Regions from separate parts of the Mus musculus genome. Here region 2 is linked to region 1. A link is a contact called in public promoter capture Hi-C data. All regions are on one chromosome and are shown on one strand. The core of a region is the stretch at or near the end of the contact, and the rest is flanking DNA. Distances in the headings are between cores, read along the strand shown.

Region 1 (7,239 bases), core at 1,934-4,433:
CCAGAAAAGGGAATCAGATCCCCTAGAATCGACATTACAGATGTTTGTGGGTGCTGGGAATCAGACTCTGCTTTTGGAAGTACAGCCAGTCTTAGCATCTGTGTACGTGCGCGCGTGCGTGCGCGCGTGCGTGCGTGCGTGTGTGTGTGTGTGTGTGTGTGTGTGTGTGGTGTGTGCATTCATACACATATACATATACATGTTATATATGTTATCTCTCACACACACACACACACACACACACACACACACATTCTCTAAAACATAGATATACTTGAAAGGGGGAAAGGTAATCTTACCTATGAATATGCCACCCACCTCATAAATCTTCATAAAACCTACTTTAAACACAACCAGAGACCTGACTGTGGTGGTACTCTGCCTTTGGGAACAGCAATCTCTATTCTTTCCCTGCTGGTGTAATGCACATAAGCATATTAACATATAATTAAACCATCAGACACCAAATGCATGAAAAAAAAGACAATGTCTATTGTTATTTATCACAATGGGAAAAATCTTCAATTCTCACACATTTTGCATACCTGCATTTTGTTTCTGGGTATTATATATGCATTTTGAAATGTTTCCTTTTGACTCTATTTCATACTATTTATTTTAGTTATTGTAGAAATATTTTTGCAACGTTTTAAAAATATAGGCTCGGTGGCTGAAGAGATGGCTTGAAGTTAAGAGCACTGGCTGCTCTCACAGAGGTCCTGAGTCAATTCCCAGCAACCTCATGGTGACCCAGAACCATCTGTAATGGGATCTGATGCCCTCCTTTGGTTTGTATGAAAAGAGATCACTCATACACATAAAATAAACTAATACATCTTTAAAAAAAAAACCACAGGCTCAATGAGCTGGAGATATGGCTCAGTAGTTAAGAACACCGGCTGCTGTGGCAGTAGACACAGGTTCAGTTCCCAGCACCTACATGGCAGCTCACAATCATCTGTCACTCGTTCTAGGGGACCTGACACCCGTTACTGATCTTCTGTAGCACTGCATGCATGTGTTGTACATACATGCATGTACATACAAGCATGTGTTGTACATACATGCAAACAAACACCCATACTCATAAAATAAAATTAACATATATTTTAAAATACAGGCTCAAGTGTTTCCTCTTACTTCCAAGGTAGAGGTCGGAGGACTGGGAGTTCAAAATCAGGGTTAGCTGGAATGAGTTGAACCCCAGCCTGGGCTACGTAAGTCACCATGTCAATACATTCCCCATAACAATTTAATTAATTAGCGGGATTGCCCAGTATATCAGCTGTGCACTGCTACTAACAGATTATCTCTAAAAGAAGAAATTACTGTTCTCATAAACAATTACTCTTCAAAGCTCCCGACAGACTAAGAAAAACGCTGCCTGAGCCTAGATGCACTTTAGCCATCAAGGTTTGAGCTAGGTGGTCGTAGTGCACGCATCTGGGAGGCAGAGGCAGACAGATCTCTGTGAGTTCAAGGCCAGCTTGGTCTACAGATCGAGTTCCAGGACAGCCAGGGCTACATAGAAAAACCCTGTCTTGGAAAACAAAACAGCACCATCCCCAATTTGATACATCGGATTTCTGAAAATCATCTTGAACATGAGTTTCTGCCAAATGCCCAAACTCTGGACCCCCCAAAAGCCCTCCTATTTCCTTTCAAACCAGAGATTGTAGAGAAAAGCTACCACACACATCTACACCTCTAATACCCACAATATGAGCTTACATAATCCCACCAAAAAAAATGTATTTTTGCCTCTTAGAGTGAGTTCCTAAGAGCACTGAACCCACAGGCGAGGCTGAACTGCGTCCTTGCTGGCCGGGGGAAAGGGTGCTCTTAGCTTAGTCTTGGGGGACTAGCTCTTGTGTTGCAGTGGAGAACAAGAGCAAGTCACTGGAGAGAGGAGATTTTGTCAGGCAGCTGAATTTCTGAAATCAAAGTGGTTTAGCCTGACTGATAAATAAGGTGGCATTCCAGGGAAAAAGAAACGCTTCTTACCTTGGACATGGCGTTAAAGCTTCAAGAATGTATGGCTGTGTTTCTGGGAGCAGGGAGGTGTCCTAAGAAAGTAAAGTGGACAGAAACAGGAAACTGTAAGTTCCAGGTGTATCCTGCAGCCCCAGCATCACACCTCTGTCCTTCTCCTCCCTCCACAGACATGCATTTGAGGTATCCCTACATTTAACAATGCTTTTCCTATGTACTGTATAGTTCTGGGACTCAACATATATTTTATGTCTAAGTTATCTCTTTCACTTATGTCTGAGCAATTTAAGACTGGCATTATTAGATTAGAATCTTCCACCTTTCACACATGAAGGTTTACATCATTGAAGATACACAAGGCAATAGTTGAGAAAATAACTGTGCCAAACTGGAAACTAGACTGGAATTTATAGTGTATAGATGACGTTAAAAGGAAGTATATCTCCACCCTTTCCATAAGGATGAGATGTAGGCCATCAAGTGAAGCTACTTTGCACAGAGTGGGTAGCAAAGGGACCATGTGATCTAGAAGACAGTGGACCAGGATCAGGATACCCTACAAATGCCCCCCCCCGCCCTTCCCCCCCTATGATATCTCATACTGTCACATATTTTCCAGCACTGTCTGTCTCAAACAGTTACACTGTTTAGATGCAATGAAATAGCCCTATACACTGTTATTCGGGCCCATACATTGTCACAGGCTCCATCCCAGCTGGTAGCAAAAGTCTTGCTGTAATAATATCACATAGTCCCAAATGCAGCCTCAAAGCCCCTCATGGCGTCTTTATCCCCACATTCCACATTGTCACAGACCCCCCTTGTACCTGGTGGCATAGTCTTGTGTATTCACACACATCCTTATGGGATCTCACAGTCTCATACACCATCATAGGCCCTTCAACACTGTGACATGGTCTCATAGTGCTACACCTATTGTCCCAGCCTCTCACTCTATGTCATAGCCAGCATTCAGTCTCACAAACTGTCACAGGCCCTGACAGTACTCTTGGCACAGTCTCAAGCCTCAGGCCTTCACAATAAAGTGGCTTGGTCTCAACCCTGTCAGATAGGTTTCCAAACACATTCTCCCACATGCTGTCATATACAGTCAACACGCTGTCACAACCCCTCAGTTTCAAGCAGTATTCAGTCTCACAGCCACAGGCATCTCGTACACAAGGTGTGGTCTGACACTGCCACTCAGATCCCCACTCCAAAGTGCTCACATATAATACACCCTCCACTGTGCAGTCACCCACACTGTCACAGCCTTTCAGTCTTACACAGTGTATGCAGTACCAGACCCCCTCACACGGTGTGGGGTCTCACTGTCATATGAGTCTTCAGACACATTCTCCCACATGATCCCTTATATTGTCACAATCTGTCACACACAATGTCACAGCCTCGGTCTCACACAGTATTTAGTCTCACAGTCAGAAGTCCTTAATACACAGTGATCCAGTCTAACACTGTCACTCAGCTGATCCCTCCCCGGTACAATCACATACACTGTCACAGTCTTTTAGTCTCACAGAGTATTCAGTCACAGGCCCCCCTCATGCAAGTGGGTGGTCTCATACTGTCACACACATGATAACCACCTCAGTCTCACACAGTGTACAGGCTCAGCCACAGTCACTCACTCATGTTCCCACACACATCCCCTAGCGCTATCACACACTGGCACAAGCCTCTCTCTCTGTTTCATGTATCTCCATACTCACAGTCACAGGCTCCCCCCATTATGGGGTGCTGTCTTATAATGTCACATACATTGTCACCGCCTCAGTCTCACATAGTTGCAACCTTACAATCATAATAGGCCCCTCATATACGGTGGCGTGGTCTCGCACGGTCACTCTGCACCCACTACACTTTCTCCCACGCGGTACCTTGATCCTCACCGAGCGTCTCCTCAGTCCTCGTCACCTCTCACTCGGCGCCGAGGCAGATCTGGCCGGGGCCGGGGCTCGATCTCGCGGCGCCGGTAGAGCTCACAAAGGCGCGGCTGCGGAGCGACTCCGCGCAAGGGCCTCTGGGAGGTGGAGTACTGCGCTTGACTGGAGCGGCGTAAGGCATGCTGGGAACGCCTTTTAGGGCGCGGCTTTCGGGGGTCCTAGAATCTCCGCTGAATTCTGTCTCTTCCCTTCCGGTCGTCAGAACCAGAACTCACTCAGGCTGCGCAGGAGCTGCTTGCTCTCCTCGGTCTCTTAGACGAGGAGTCGGGGGTGGGGGTAGTTGTGGTGGTGGTGGTGGTGGTGGGGGGGCTGTGCTCGAGCACGCATGCGCAGTGCTAGCTGGCCGGTGCCCTGTCCAGAGCAGCGGATGAAAATTGGTCATCTCCTGGTTCAGGGCCCACGTTGCTGGGTTTCTTTCTCCCTTGTTTGTTTACCTTCTCTCTGCCTTACCTTTTCACGCATCATTCATTACTCGCCTTCTGTATGTCAGACTCTGAAATGGACACAACAATGAACCCCGCCTGACCAAAATCTTCATCTTTATGGAACCAACATAGACTGGGGAGGAAGTGCGCTAGGGCTGTAACCCAATGATAGAGCTCCTGCCTAGCTAGAATGCTTGAAGCCCTAGGTTAAGTCAGCCATTGGGGGGGGGGGGCTGCTAGAAAAAAAAAAGAAGTTGGGGGGCTATTTTGGATAATATTCTTTTTTTTTAATTAAATTTATTCTCTTTACAACCCAATATCAGCCCTTTCTCTCCTCTCAGTACTCCTTTCACGCAAGTCCGTTGCCCGCCCCCCAATTCCACCTTCCCCATTTTTGAGGAGAAACCACTTCTCTGGGTATGAATTCCCCGTCCCCCCCATCAAGTCACTGCTGGACTAGGCACATCTTCTCCCACTGAGGCCAGATAAGGCTGTCAGGGATGTAGGGGTAGGGATCCACAGGCAGGCAGGCAGCAGGCTCAGGGACAACCCCTGCTCAAATTGTTGGGGGACCCGCATGAAGACCAAGCCGCTCATCTACATATGAGCAGGGGCCTAAGTCCAACCCAAGCTCGCTCTCTGTTTGTTGATTCAGTCTCTGGCAGACCCCAAGGGTCCAGGTTAGTTGACTCTGTTGCTCTTCTTTTGGAGTCCATGTCTTTTTCAGGTCCCTCGATCTTTCTCCCAACTCTTCCTTAAGACTCCCCGAGCTCCATCTTATGATTGGGTGCAAGTCTCTGCATCTTTTTCCGCTGGCTGCTGGGTGGAGCCTCTCAGAGTACAACCATTCCCTCCCCGCCCCACAAACACACTTTTTTTTTTTTTTTGAGACAGGATTTCTCTGTGTAGCCCTGGCTGTCCCGAATCTCATTCTGTAGACCAGGCTGGCCTCAAACTCAGAAATCCTCCTTCCTCTGCCTCCCAAGTGCTGGGATTAAAGGCGTGTGCCACCACTGCCCGACCATTCCCTCCACTTCTGCTCTATGCTTGTCCCTGCACATCTTGTAGGCAGGACACATTTTGGGCTGAAGGCTTTGGGGATGGGTTGCTGTCCTTATCTTTCCACTGGGAGTCCTGCCTGGCTATAGTGGCCATATCCCCACTTTAGGATCCATATCCCCACTGCTAGGAATCTCAGCTAGTTTCTTCATTAGGCCCTCTTGGGCCTCTCCCCATCCCAGGTCCCTGGCATGTCCTAGAGATTGCCCCCACCCCCTAGTGGATCTCCTTTCTCTGTCCCCTACATATGATCTCCCCGCCCCCACCCCATCCTCTTTTCTACCTAGTAACCTCCTTCTATTGACCTCTGATACCTATTTGTTTCCCCTTCTGAGAAAGATCCATCCATCCTCCCTTGGGCCCTCCTTGTTATTTGGCTTCTTTGGGTCGGTTGATTATAGCTGGTTATCCTGTACTTTATGGCTAATATCCACTTATGAGTACGTACCATGCATGTCCTTTTGGATATGGGCTACATCACTCAGGATGATATTTTCTAGTTCTATCCATTTGCCTGTGAAATTCATTTTAATAGCTGAGTAGTATTCCATTGTGAAGATATACCACATTTTCTGTATCCATTCTTCAGTTGAGAGAAATCTAGGTTGTTTCCAGTTTCTAGCTATTACAAATAAAGATGCTATGAACACAGTTGAGCACGTGTCCTTGTGGAATGGTGGAGCATCTTTTGGGTGTATGCCTAGGAGTGGTATAGCTGGGCCTTGAGGTAGAACTAGTCCCAATCTTCTGAGAAACCACCACATTGATTTCCAGAGTGGTGGTACAGGTTTGCTTCCCACCAGCAGTGGAAGAGTGCTCCCCTTGCTCCACACTCTCACCAGAGTGTGCTGTCCTTTAAGTTTTTAATCTTAGCCATTCTGATGGGTATAAGGTAGAATCTCAGAGTTGTTTTGATTTGCATTTCCCTGATGGCTAAGGATGTTGAAATTTTCTTTGGATGTTTCTTGTCTTTCGAGATTCATCTGTTGAGAATTCTGTTTAGTTCTGGACCCCATTTTTTTTTACATATGATTTTTTTTTCTGTTTTTTCAATTTTTAATTAGATATTTTCTTCATTTACATTTCAAATGCTATCCTGAAAGTCCCCTATACCCTCCCCCCACCCTGCTCCCCTCCCCACCCACTCCCACTTCTTGGTCCTGGTGTTCCCCTGTACTGGAGCATATAAAGTTTGTTAGACCAAGGAGCCTCTCTTCCCAGTGATGGCTGACTAGGCCATCTTCTGCTACATATGCAGCTAGAGACACGAGCTCTGGGGGTACGGATTAGTTCATATTGTTGTTTCTTCTATAGGGTTGCAGACCCCTTCAGATTCTTGGGTACTTTCTCTAGCTCCTCCATTGGGGGCCCTGTGATCCATCCAATATCTGACTGTGAGCATCCACTTCTGTGTTTGCCAGGCACTGGCATAGCCTCACACGAGACAGTTATATCAGGGCTGGACCCCATTTTTAACTGAGTTATTTGGATTGTTGATGTCTAACTTGTTGAGTTCTTTGTGTATTTTAGATATTATTCCCTCGATCCAATGTAGGGTTAGTGAAGATCTTTCCCCAATCTGTAGGCTTTGTTCTATCCTAATGATGGTGTCCTTTGATTTACAGAAACTTTTCAGTTTCATGAGGTCCTATTTATTAATTCATAACTTAGTACCTAAGCTATTGGTGTTCTGTTAGGAAATTGTCTCTTGTACCAACAAGTTCAATGCTATTCCCCACTTTCTGTTCTCTTAGATTACGTGTGTCTGGTTTTATGTTGAGGTCTTTGATCCACTTGGG
Region 2 (6,923 bases), core at 676-3,175, 950 kb after region 1:
ATGAACATTCACAGCAACTTAACCTTTCACTCTTTTATTAGACATTTAATAACAGTCTAGCATTTCGTGTTCTCTTAGCAAAGTGAATTTTTCTACAGACAGGATGTGAAATTTTCTTTGAAAAAAATCCATCACCAGGTAAGCAGAAAAATATTTGTTCACTCCATCTCCATCACACTGAAAAAGGAGGCAGGAGAGAGTGCTCGGAAAGGAAGCCACAGCAGCCTCTCCTCAGAATTATGGAGCCTGTGTAAAGTGACAATGCACACAAAGGAAGAAAGCATGTTGCCATTTAACTGCAGCATAATGAAGTCAGGTCATGCTGTACTACCCAGTAGTTAATATGAAGAAAGCTGCATGTGTTCAAGGGTAGCCATGTTGGCTCCATATAGTGAACATATTAGGCTATTTCTGACCACACTGGGCTTTAAGCAGTCTAGGAAATATGGTAACTTTCTGGAGTTAGTTTCCTCATCTGTCACATTAAGAGGGTGAGTAAATATTGTTCCCTCCCCTTTGTGTCACAGGAACATCTACAAGAGGGAGGAAAGCAGACAGAACGCCCTATGAAAGCATGTTAAATAACAACTGGAGAGTGGATGCTTGAATATGGATAAAGCCAGGAACAACTGTGACTATAACTCAAGCTGCTTGGGACTCCTTGATTTTGGCTGTGTGTGTGTGTGTGTGTGTGTGTGTGCATGCGAGCAATCCTCCTGTTTCAGGTTCCTGTGGGTTAGGATTACCAAACATATACCAGCACACTTAGCAAAATCTATGTTTACAATGACTTACAATTCAGTAAAATTGAACTGAAGCTGTTTCATGGAACAAAAATGGTGCTCAGCCCAATCTGCCAAGCTGAGTTTCTGTCTCGGCATCAATCAGCCTGTACTGCTATAACAAAATGCCACAGATGTGGTGGTTGAATTAAAGTGTAAGAGCAAGGAATCAGCAAGGCAAGTTTCTGTAAGGTTTATCTCCTAGGATGAAAGACAGATGGGCACTACTATGATCCTGCTGTGTCTTTAGATGGCCTCCTCTCTGTATAGATACTTTTTGGGTTCTTCCAATTTTTTAAGGACATTAGTCCTGCTGAGATAAGGATCTACCCAAATAACTCCATTTAACTTTATGGCTCATGCCATAAAGGTGCATGTCCTACCCTCAACCGCCATAACTTTAGGGTTGGGGCTTCACCATAGGAATTTAATGGGAACCAATTCAGTCTTTACCAGGATTCCAACTGTCTGTGTTGGGCAGCAATGATAAAGCAATTTTCTCTGAATGCTTCACTTTCCACATCACGTGAAATTCTAAAGCTTGTACAATGTGTAGACCTGAATTAAGTGAACTTAGTGTTTTCTCCATATATTGGTCCAATGTTCAAACAACCTGAAGGAAACAAATATTGTCAGTGTTCTTGAAATGAAATGCTAGCTTCTGTCAGGAAGCCATCCGAAGACTTTGGTCCTGGAAAGAGGGAGGAACATTACTGGGTAAAGATGTGTATTTCACCCTCATCTCCCAGTTCGTATCAGACCACCAAGTGAATGGGATACAGAGAATGTCCTCAGAGTTCAAAACTAGGGGCTTTCATCAAAGTGTCAAAGAGCAGGGCAGTGCGTTTCCCTTGGGAGCTTATTCAATGGCAAATAAGTCCTTGAGAGAGGAGCTCCCTGGGAAAAAGGCAGTCTCCACAGCACACTCCCCATTCTTGCTCTTAACCTGCCAGTCTAAGCACAGCTTTGATCCTCAACCCCACATTAGAGGATCATCTTGCAAATGAAAAGAAGCCTGACACATTTCAGTCCAGTCACACTTTGAATAATTTCATTGAGTTCTGAGCACCTCCAAGGTACACTGTAGGAGAAAGACACAGTGCTTTCACTTCCCCCTTGGTAACTTTGGCCCAGAGTAAACTTATCCCCTTTTCTTCCTCCATGGACTCTGCTAGATTAAAAGGGAAGTATGTGGTTTTGCTGTCCTTTGGCTATGCTTCTCCTGCCATGCATTGTTTTTTAAGCTATTTCACACACACACACACACACACACACACACACACACACACACGGGATTTGAGGTCTTGTGGATTATAGAAGGCCAGGCTGTGACTAATACTCTCCTTCCATTACAGAGCAACTCTGAGGGGAGCCACCTGGACCAAAGAAGGGGACCACATGAAGTAATCTTTCACACTTAGAATTTACAGTTCAGGAGAACCCAGCTTCACTTACAAATGTTCCATCCAAAACCTACTAACAACCCTAAAATTAGGATCTACTACTTAATAGTTCCATGCTGCGAATGAGACAATGAACCAAGGCTTAAAATCTCCTCTATTACCTGGATATTTTCACACTGATGTGTCTATTTAGTGCTATTTCAGAGGGAGTAAATTAGTTACAGAAACAAATACTTGAAACTATAATTTTCCACAGTTGTCAGCATGGTCTGACTTAAAATGTTTGCTTTCCGGAATATATAATTCTTGTAACAATGAGAAGATTCACAGACCCCTCCTGTAGTTAGGGTTGTATTTAAAATTAAGATTCTGACTAGGCGTGAGAAGTGGACTCAGCTTACAAATGAGGTTTCTCTCAAATGTGACACAATGGATAAGACACCAAGCAGTTATAAGAATGCTTGGAGGGGTGTTTGGAAGGGTTATCAAGCATGAGAGAGTAAAAAAGACACCAAAGACAATGGCAGGGACATGATGTTGGAATTTAATATGACAGATACCAATCCCACTTCCCTATCCACAGAATCGAAATTCCATCCAGAAAGTAATGTGTTATAATGTATAGCTAAAACAATTTTCCTTCCTGTATTTACAGACATCTAGGCGAATGGGGCATATAACAGATTTCCAGCCAATGGTTGTATGCTGCGCATCTCTGGGAAAGATATACACATTCATCTTCGTACTCGCCTCTCCCCCTCCTTCCCTCACAGAAAGTAGACATCGCACCTGGCATCTGGGCAACAATTTTACAACTATGAGGCAGTAAGCCAGAGGACAGAGAATAAGAAGAGGGAAAATGAAATACCAGAAGAATTTGGAACCCTGGCAATAGTGTAGAGACAGTCCTGGACTGGCCATGTCCCAGGTTTCTTAGGTGCACTGTCAGGATCTATTACATACAGTCAAGTGCACATACGTGATTCAACGATACCCAATGACAGTAAGATTGAAAAGGAGGAGGATGACTCAGTGAAAAGTGAGGGGCAAAGATGAAGTGAAATGGCAAGTGACACAAATCTTACACAGATCATGCGATGGGCCTGAAACACTAATTCCTTCCTGAAGAAAAGACAGATGTGCAGAATTTAAAGAATAAAATTGCCATTAAGTTCAAACACAAAGAGACCCAGTGCTTCAATTGGCTGTATAAAATGTGACTCTGTCCCGCGCTGTGATTGCTAGTTTGAAAGTCCATGCTTAGGCGTTAAAACTGGACATTTTATATCCTACAGGGAAGAGAATGGAACAGATTTAGAATCAATTTACTATTTCTCTTGTAATCCATTTGGAGGAGTTCCCACTGAGAACTCATATGCCTCACTCTCATCATGGCTCTATCTGGAAGACCTGAGAAGAAAGTTAAGTAGAAACACTGGATAGCTGGTTTTAAGTATTGCACATGCTACTTAGAAACAAAACCACACTACAGCAATCTAGGAGCACACGGGCAATAATCCATGGGAAGTGCTGGACTAATCAATACGTCAAATGCACAAGTAACCATATAAATAAGTGAAATTGATGCTTTGGGCTTGCAAATCAGTGATGACGCAAGTGTCCCCTCAAAGTAAAAATGTGTCCCCTTTTATAAGAGAAATGTCCACATAGAACTACATGGTTCATAGTCCAAACATTTAGTCCAGTCTTGAAGTCTTCTGTCGAGAAGTCTTTCACTTCATGCTCATTATGGTGGGCACTACTGAATCTGGTGCAGACTGATAAAGAAACATAACAACAGGCTTGAGAACAAAGGCAAGAAATGAGATGGCCATGAGTAGACCACCTATTAGGGCCTGCTTGTAGCTTTCACTGCATCCAACTTTAATTTTCTTTTCTCTGAATGCAATATCTTCAATATGATTCCGTAACATCATAGCAAAATTTTAGGAACCAATATCTAACAGTAGCATGCGAATACCCCTTTGTCTTTTGGACTCAAAGCTTCATGTGTACTCCAAAATTACGAATATCAACCTTGAGTAAATGTGCCAATGTTTCCTGTGTTCCATGTCTTTGTATAATTCATGTCATTTACACCCTCCCACATACCCCAAAAGCAGTTAATAAATTTATTAAGAAACACAGCTTTGAACTCATAAGAGGTTAAAGCTATAAAATGACTACTAGTTTATGGTTTTTGCCTTTTAAAAAAGTTTCACCCTTTTCCCCCTCGTTTCAAATTCAAATAAGGCTTTCTTTTTTTTTCTTTTTTTCTTTTCTTTTCTTTTTCTGCCTTCAGTGCAAGTTTTTTCATTAGGATCATAATGTATCACTTGGTTATTTCTTTAAAAATGATATAATTATTGATCTTCTCAAAATAATGCCCATCTTATTGCTAATTAAACATGATGGATTCAGGGTCCTGGTTTGCCATCTGGGCCATGTGTCTCAGAACATCCTTTTTTGTGATGATCCCAAGAAGTCTCCTGGAGTAAAAACAAAACAGAAAAAAGAAGTTAGCCTAACCGAAGGTACAGGCAATGTTTCCTAGCTTCCTGAATAGTTAAACAATATAGAGTAAGCTCCAGCCAATTGCCCATGTAATAGGTAGCTCTCTCAGGTCTTCTGTGCAATTCTCTTCTGTTCCCCTCTCTTCACCTGGTATCTTGAGATGGGAGAAGCAGGGAAGGTCTTTGATGTATAGAAGACTGATTTATATCCCACTAGATCCAAAGACATAGGTCCTTCAATGACTCGTGAAGAGCCTGTACTTACATAAGATCTCTCTCTCTCTCTCTCTCTCTCTCTCTCTCTCTCTCTCTCTCTTTCTCTCTCTCTTTCCTTGCTTGTATGTTTTGAGACAGAGTTTCCCTATACAACCTATATTTGGAACTTGTAGTTCAGGTTAGACTCAAACTTTTGGTCTTCCTGCCTCAATATCCCAAGTGCTAGGAGTGTGTGTGTGTGTGTGTGTGTGTATCATTATCCCTAGCATCAAAAAGATTTCATTGCATTAGGCCACTGAGATTGCAAGCTTGTTTGTTACATAGGCAATCTATGAAACTACAGTGACTGATACAATGGTTTCAATTTTAAGATTGTAATCAATTTATAAAGGGTGGTTAAAGCTACTGTCACAACTTGACCACACTGTAGAAAGTCCAAATATAAGGTATTTTCTTAGTATAAGAAATGAAGTCAGACATTATAGTATATTCCCATTAATACTAGCACAAAGTGAGCAAATGCAAGAGGAGCATCATATGTCTGGGTTAGCCCGACTTACATAAGCAGCACCAGGCAAGTCTGAGATACAAAGTAAGACTGCATCAACAAACCCAAAATACTCTACTCTTAATTTTATGTTACTGGATATGTAAAATAAAACATAAACTTCTGACCAAATATACATACCATCCCCTCTTCCAAATTTCTATCATTTTCAACTTATACAGAGTGTCAGAGCGTCAGTTTCTTAGGGTCTGTGTCTGTATGTCCTCTCTCTCTCTCTCTCTCTCTCTCTGTGTGTGTGTGTGTGTGTGTGTGTAAATGTATATGTGTGGTATATGTACTTGTTTGTGCACTTATATGTCAAGGTCAGAGGTCAACTTATGAGTCTGCGTGCATTGTTAACTACCTTTTTTATTTTTACACACCCTTTCATTGAGCCTAGAACTCATTGATTCAGCTAGACTGGACTAGAGCCAATGAGCTTCAAGCAACACTCTTATTTTCTGATCCATGTACCTCCTAGTGCAGGTGTTGCAGATATGCAATACCACACACAGCTTTTCTGACAGTGTTGGAGATACCAACTCACAATTGCACAGCAAGCACTTTACCTACTGCATCAGGGACACAGTTCCCAGAGTTGTTCTTATAGGGTTATCCGAACTGTACAAACCAAGGGAGCATTGTTTACAGAGACTAGGATGTAAATAGGGCTCCTTTGATGATACTGTACCCCTATGAGCATTCACACCAACTTAACCTTTCACTCTTTTATTAGACATTTAATAACACTCTAGCATTTCGTGTTCTCTTAGCAAAGTGAATTTTTCTCAGAGTGCGACCCCCAGGAGCTTGTTAAAAACTCACTTTCTCAGACCTTACCCAAGACCTCAGAGCCCAGTCTGGAGTGGAAAACAGAAAATGGGTTTCACCTGGGGGTTTATCCTCTAGTGAGGGCATTCTAATGTATTTTCAAGTGTGAGAAAGTAAAGACTACCTCTACATTTCATGGGCAGTTGTGATCTATAGCCTCAGTTAGAATGAAGGAGAAACCTGTCCCACCAGTTAGGAGTTGTGCAGGTCAATGTGTACACTGAAAGCTTGTAGAATCTGTAGTCCTATGAAGCCAAATGAGTAAGATTCCTCACTTAGAAACTATAGTCAACCCAGGATCCTTCTACTATGACACTAGTGTGACACTTTTAAGCCAAATTTGTGGGTTTGTTGCAGGAAATGTGTTGTACAGTGTAGGACTTTTAGCAACACCGTCATCCCCTATCTACTATGCAACTATACCGCCACTTCCTTGGCTTGTGGCATCTAAAACTGTCCCCAGATCCAACAGAATGAAAACACCCTTGTTGAGGACTAATAGACACTGTCGTGTGTTGACTCTAGAATAGCAGATGCTGTTAAGACAGGTCAGCTTGAATTCTACAGAGGCCTGAACTGGGTTGGATATCAACATCGCTTACATCAGCCTCTGACATAGGGAGCACAGTGG

What was found. Promoter capture Hi-C pulls out the DNA fragments that hold promoters and counts their contacts.
Region 2: a contact with region 1 is called in a promoter capture Hi-C map of pre-B cells. The contact joins the enhancer-like site here to the promoter of Zfp583 in region 1. A contact is called at or near these places in 5 of 39 promoter capture datasets (cranial neural crest, hematopoietic stem and progenitor cells, maxillary cranial neural crest and 2 more), 1 of 115 datasets of contacts at active chromatin or transcription factors (neural tube) and 2 of 9 other capture datasets (adipose tissue and liver).

What each region holds. Positions count from the first base shown.
Region 1 is chr7:6,327,251-6,334,489 of GRCm38.p6, forward strand. It overlaps Zfp583 (zinc finger protein 583), which reads right to left and starts at 3,184. Exons shown (of 5, transcript NM_001033249.3): 1 at 2,820-3,184; 2 at 2,005-2,066. The coding sequence starts at 2,013.
Region 2 is chr7:7,279,601-7,286,523 of GRCm38.p6, forward strand. It overlaps Clcn4 (chloride channel, voltage-sensitive 4), which reads right to left. Exons shown (of 12, transcript NM_001357102.1): 12 at 2,709-4,674. The coding sequence ends at 4,584. Among named protein-coding and RNA genes, the nearest start is that of Gm45631, 12 kb to the right of the region's middle. Within about 2 kb of position 1,926, at least 43 of the 459 cell types and tissues checked have an H3K27ac peak or open chromatin away from gene starts, as enhancers often do. A contact at or near this core is called in pre-B cells, where this site is marked.